Regions from separate parts of the Mus musculus genome. Here region 2 is linked to region 1. The links are chromatin contacts, called in public HiChIP or PLAC-seq maps. All regions are on one chromosome and are shown on one strand. The core of a region is the stretch at or near the end of the contact, and the rest is flanking DNA. Distances in the headings are between cores, read along the strand shown.

Evidence for each region. HiChIP or PLAC-seq counts read pairs in DNA pulled down with a chosen protein or histone mark.
Region 2: a contact with region 1 is called in a FOXA1 HiChIP or PLAC-seq map of pancreatic cancer cells. The contact joins two enhancer-like sites. A contact is called at or near these places in 2 of 15 datasets of contacts at CTCF or cohesin (pro-B cells and stem cell-derived epiblast-like cells), 4 of 484 Hi-C or Micro-C datasets (Sertoli cells, cardiomyocytes, embryonic fibroblasts and 1 more), 7 of 115 datasets of contacts at active chromatin or transcription factors (T-cell acute lymphoblastic leukemia, embryonic basal ganglia, embryonic forebrain and 4 more) and 1 of 9 other capture datasets (adipose tissue).

The regions. Positions count from the first base shown.
Region 1 is chr15:37,316,658-37,319,509 of GRCm38.p6, reverse strand. All of the region lies in intron 8 of Grhl2 (grainyhead like transcription factor 2), which reads right to left. Among named protein-coding and RNA genes, the nearest start is that of Gm16136, 85 kb to the right of the region's middle. Within about 2 kb of position 1,534, at least 45 of the 459 cell types and tissues checked have an H3K27ac peak or open chromatin away from gene starts, as enhancers often do. A contact at or near this core is called in pancreatic cancer cells, where this site is marked.
Region 2 is chr15:37,898,448-37,901,380 of GRCm38.p6, reverse strand. It overlaps Gm35019 (a long non-coding RNA gene), which reads left to right. Exons shown (of 7, transcript XR_383951.4): 2 at 1,465-1,748; 3 at 2,183-2,194. Among named protein-coding and RNA genes, the nearest start is that of Gm35019, 8.1 kb to the left of the region's middle. Within about 2 kb of position 1,305, at least 10 of the 459 cell types and tissues checked have an H3K27ac peak or open chromatin away from gene starts, as enhancers often do. A contact at or near this core is called in pancreatic cancer cells, where this site is marked.

The sequences.
Region 1 (2,852 bases), core at 285-2,784:
ACCTTCTCACGCCTTGCTCCCCATTAAACATTTAAGTGCAGGGCAACCACATGCTCTGTCCTACTTGGGAAGCCACAGAAGAGAATGTACACAGCCCTGATTCTCATTCTTCTCACCTAATGCTGAAATGTGATATGATAGTTCTGTCTCTTTAAAACATGCTTACATATAAAATAATAATGCCCCTCCCCATTGGGGCTGTTTCCACCTTTTAATTATAAACAAATCCACCGTGAATGTCTTTCTGTGTAGGTTTTGTACAAGCGGTACACAGGAATGTAAGTTGGCTGCTGGTGTTGTTCTCTTCAGCTGTGCTTTCTCAGCAGCATCTTTGTTTTTGTTTTGTTTTTGAGACAGGGTTTCTCTGTGTAGCCCTGGCTGTCCTGGAACTCATTCTGTAGACCAGGCTGGCCTCAAACTCAGAAATCTGTCTGTCTCTCCCTTCCAAGTGCTGGGATTAAAGGGGTGCGCCAACACTGCCCAGATCAGCAGCATCTTTTTGTAGCCCAAGCTTTCAGATGCATGTTCCCTTCGATCTAGAGGAAGCCTTATGAAAACTCCTGCTTCCCAGCCCCATCCTGGGTGCTCATCTTTCCAACTCTAGAAATGCAGCAGCCCCCTCTCCCCTCCCTGCCCACCCTCTCTGACCCCACAGGGCTGGCTTCCTCTTCTGCGTGCCAAATGGCCAAGTGCAGGACAGGAGGCGAGGAGGGGAAGAGAGAAAAGCTGGACAAATATTAGTAATGAATTGACCTAAGTTTAGCCTGTGTGTCATTAATCACACTATTCTAATTTCTCATCTAAATATTTAAAATTTTTAAAAAAAATGCAGAAATGACAAGAGAAAAGAAAAGAGAGCGTGGTTCCTGCCTGTAATCCCAGACAGGGGTACTAGAAGTTCGTCTTAGCTCCAAGCCTGTCCCTAACTTTTCTGAGAATGGGATCTGTGCCTGGCCATGAATCTCCAGAAACTGGTACCTCGTGTGCTGCCTCAAATGCACCATTGTCTCACTGTCCGTGAGAGTGGAGATGACCCGCCGAACACGAAGCAGTTGGACTGGAGGTCATGCTCCATGCTCGGTCTCGGCTTGCTCGGCTCTGTTATGCATTTGCTGTGTTACTGAGTGAAACCAGCTAACTTTAAATCACTCCTTAGTTAGATGAAAACTGTCACCTGCTTAGAAACACGAATAATTGAGTAATATATATATAAAGGCCTGGCAGGGTGCCTGAGATATAGTAATTACTGAACAAATATTAGTCACTGTGCACACAAGCACACACCATTATGTCGTGAAATCCAAGTGTGTAATCCAATTCTCTGCACAACACAATGGTCCATAGCTGTTATGTACGGAGCCATAAGTAGAATGAGGGGCAGAAACCATGGCTACTCCACGCTAACAAAAAAGATCAACTGATATCTTCAGTGAGATGCCATCCAAAGATTAGTCCTTAGTCCTTGCTCACAGCATTAGCTCCAGCCTCATAGCTGTTCCTGTCAGCCCTGGCCTTATAAAAGGGGAACAAAGGCATGGCTTTGTTTAAGTTCAGTACCAAAGACTCCAGCAAATGTTTGCTTTTCCCTTTTAGAGCTCCCTCCACCCACACCACGCCCCAGAAAACACATAAAAACACCATTTGCCCTGCTTGGCTGTGTGTAACTCAATCTTTTCGAGACCTCTCCCAGGAGCCTCTCCCAGTGTTCTCTTTGCTTTTGAGACTACGGGATGCCCCATAATATTCTCTATCAGATAACCTGTTTAAAATTGGGCCTCAGTTAGGCAAAACACTAACTTAGTAAAAGTGGGAGAGTGATGTCCGTGCAAATGGCCGTTTCTCTCAATTCACTTAGAAGCAAAGGGATGTGGGGTGGGGGACCAGCAAAGTTATGAACCTCAGAAATATCATCTCCTTTAGACAGTCTTTGGCTCTCTCTGTGCATCCTGAAAACCAATATTTATACACCCCCCCCCCCCCGCTCTCGTGTCTAAGAGTTCAAGGCAGATAGAACACTAGCCATTTAGAAATATACCCGAGGAAGGTGCTTTGTGACTACCAAGTTTAACTTTCTGTAAATTGCTTTTTAGATTTATTTATTTTACTCCGTGTGCATGAGTGTTTTGCATATATGTGTGCATGCATATATATGTATATGTACCTCATGCATGTCCCATGCCCTGAGTTTAGGAGAAAACATCAGATCCCTCCAAATTGGAATCACAGATGGTTGTGAGTGACCATGTGGGTGCTGGAAATAGAACCTGGGTCCTCTACAAGAAAGAATCACTAGTGCTCTTATCCACTAAGCCATCTCCAGACCCCCAAGTGTGACTTTTTAGAGTTCTGTATTTGGCACACAGCATCAATAATGCAGGGTGTGATTGCACATGCCTGTAATTCCAGTACTGGGCAATGGAGGCAGGGCAATCAAGAAATCACAGCCAGCCTCTGCTACATGTCTCTATAGCAGCATCCATCAGACATTTCAGTTGAAAAAGAAATACTGGAAAAGACAGATAGAGACGTGGCTCAGCAGGCAAGTGCATTTGCTGCTCTTTCGGAGGACCCAGATTTAGTTCCCAGCACCCATGTCTGGTGGCTCACAATTACCTATAACTGCAGTTCAAGGGGAATCTGACATCCTCCACACACACACACACACACACACACACACACTCACACACTCACACTCACACACACACACACTCACACACACACACACACATTCACACACACACACACTCACACACACACACACACACGAAAATTAAATAAAAAAAAAGAGGAGGAAGAAAAGAAATCTGAGACGTGATAGATTCACCACAATTAGGTACTGAGTTTAAGCTAAT
Region 2 (2,933 bases), core at 56-2,555, 580 kb before region 1:
AGGACTAGAAAAGGCCGTGGTACTGGCCAGGTCTTTACATAATGATTGGGGACCAACTTTCAAATGTCATTGGGTGACAAATGTGAACTCATATTTTGATTGCTATTCAATTTGTGCTAATACATAAAGAGAAAGAAGCAGGTCTGAAAAGCTGGCTGGAATGAGTTGATGGACTCACCTGATTGGTCAAAACAGTTATTTGTGCTGGAAGAGAGTAACGGGGTGGGGGAAAGGGAGGGAAGGGGAAAGAAGCATTATGTAGTATTTCTTTAGTTGTGAATAGTTGTAGTTTCTATTAGTCTCAGAGAGAAGAATTCAACTTTAAAACTCTGGTTCTGAGCAGCCAGGGGAGAAAGCAATTAGAGGGAAACAGGAAATTATAACAAACTGTTCAGTGGCGGGAGACAGAGTGAACAATGCAGTCCTTAAAGGGTTTTTTCCTGTCAGGATAAACAGCTCTTTCTTGTGTTTGGTTATACTTTAACCATGATACAAAGGGAGACAGAGAACTGGTAATCTGATACCAAAATTAATTTCTGGAGTGATAAGGATGGAATTTAGGTTGTGGAAGGAACCACATTTAAAATTCTCCAGTGTGTATTTTAAGGTAAGGTGAGAGAGTGGTTTAGGGAAGAGGTCGTTGGATATGGATTCTGAAAGTCATGCACACAGACTCTGATGCAGTAGGAAGTGAGAATGTGTGTACAGAGAACAGCTTGTGTATTTTATGGACGAATCACCTGTCAATTAAGAAAACCTACGGCCTATAGAAAAGGGTAGACTAGAAGGTGGGACAACTGGTAGGCAGAGAGGATTCTGGGAAAGAGCCAGGTGTGGGAAGAGTTGCTGGGGAAGATGTGAGGAGGACAGATGAATGATACCTGAGCAGAGGTGACCAGCCACATGGCAGAATATAGGCTAATATAAGTGGGTTATCAGAGAAGAGCCTAGCTATATGGCCTAGATATCTGTAAATATATTTTGAGTCTGAGTGGTTATTATGGGAGCTTGGAACCAGGAGGAAAAACAAACACTTTAATAGATGACACCCAATGTGGGGCATGTTATCCAGGTTTAGAGCCTGAGAAGCCATTGGGAAGGATGGTTTAGCATACTGCTCTGTGATGGTGGGCAGGCTGCTCCGTTTGGTGTGGTTGGCCACAGAAGCCAGTGAACAGTGGAGGCAAAAAAACATGAAGAGGCTGAGTATGGAAATACAGGCCTCTTATCCCTCCAAGGTGCACCATGGCCATCTTCTAGGGAGAGCAGAGGCCTGTATGAGGCAGTAGAGTGAGGAACCAGAGCCTCAAGGCACAGCCCCACAGGAAACACTTCTCATGTTGCATGCTGCTCTGGGGAGCCAGTGCTCTGCTGGGTGGAAGGTATGACTCATGCTGAGGCTTATGGGAAATTCAGCACCCCAGTCCAGGCCCACTGAGCCCCCATCCTGATGCTTGATGACAGGTGGCAGCCCAGCCAAATGTGGCAGGGCAAGTGGGCACCAAGAATACCCATGGGTGCCCTTGGGTGAAGGCCTGAACCCTCACAGAAGCACAGCAGGTGGGAGTGGCCTGTCTAGAACTGGCAGGAGGCAAAGCCAATGGGACAACCTTCTGAACTGAGCTGAGAGGGTGGAGCTGGCCACTACAGATACATGCTAGTCCGAGGAGCCTGGAAATGTGCAGAAGGACAGAGGAGCACTTACCCTGAGCTGCAATAGGATTGAAAAGCCACAGACATCTGAGCAGGTAAGGTATTGAGTTTAGAAAACTATAAAAGAGAAGGGAAACTGAATTAAAAAAGAAAGAAAGAAAGAAAGAAAAACTATTTGGTTTAAAGATAAGAGGGTGAAGTCCTTAAGAAAAATTTTAGAGAATAAAAAAAAAAGAAATATATTTTCTATGTCAAGAAAATGGAAACACAGGGACTTCCGGGGTTGGTCAGAGGAAGAGAGGAAGCAGGAGAAGGGTTTTTTGACAGAGACAGGGAAAGGACAAGATCTGGCTACTAGTGTCTCCCAGTTTAGATAGTGAATCTGCCAGGATTTGCCACAGGAGGATTTACATTTAATAAAGCTTACAAGATTAGAATTCTCGTTGTTGTAGTCAGTGATTGAGTTACCATTGTTTCTGAACTAACTTTGTGTTGTTTTCCTTCATGTGGTGGCTCGGCGGTGTTCCAGAGAGAGAGAAAGGTATGGCAGCAAAGCATGGGTTTGCCTGATGTGTCCCCCAAAAGGATGTAGGAGTTTTGAAGCACGGGGCTGGTGTGGTAGTGACCTGCCAGTGGGAACTTATCTGGGTGGAGAGATTTTGGAGCTCTGAGTCAGAGAGACTTGCCCACCAGTGCTTGACTGGCCATAGCATGGCAAGGTTCCTTTTTATTGCTTCCCACAACATGTGGTAAACCAACGTGTTAGGCAAGAATCCACTAGAAATTTAAGATTATTAGCCTGAGAGTTAGAGTTTTATTTTCTAAGTGAGAGAAAGGTGGTGCTGGGATGATGAGTCATGTGTACTTAAGCGAGGGAGCCTTGAAACAAACAAAAAAAAAAAAAAAAAAGAGGGCTCTGAGGTCCCCTGCTGTGGAAAGAGACAAGATGGCTGCTCTGAGTCAGAGAGCTGGAGAATGGAAGCTGCCTTTATCTTGGGGCAGATATTGATTTAACTGTGAATTTATAACATTGGGATTATTTGCTTTTAGGATAGATTTATATACAGATTTTGTTTAAATCATGTGGGGAATTTCACCTGTGGTTCAGAGCTAGGATAGGGAAAATTAGTCACTGACTCCAAGTAGAGAGAGCAGTGATAACTGCCTGCTATGAACAGATATTAATTATTAAAAGTCTGTGACTACAGGTAGAGAGTTCAACAGATAGGTATTATAACAGGTATTAATAAAATAAATGTCTGTGGCTCCAGGTAGAGAGC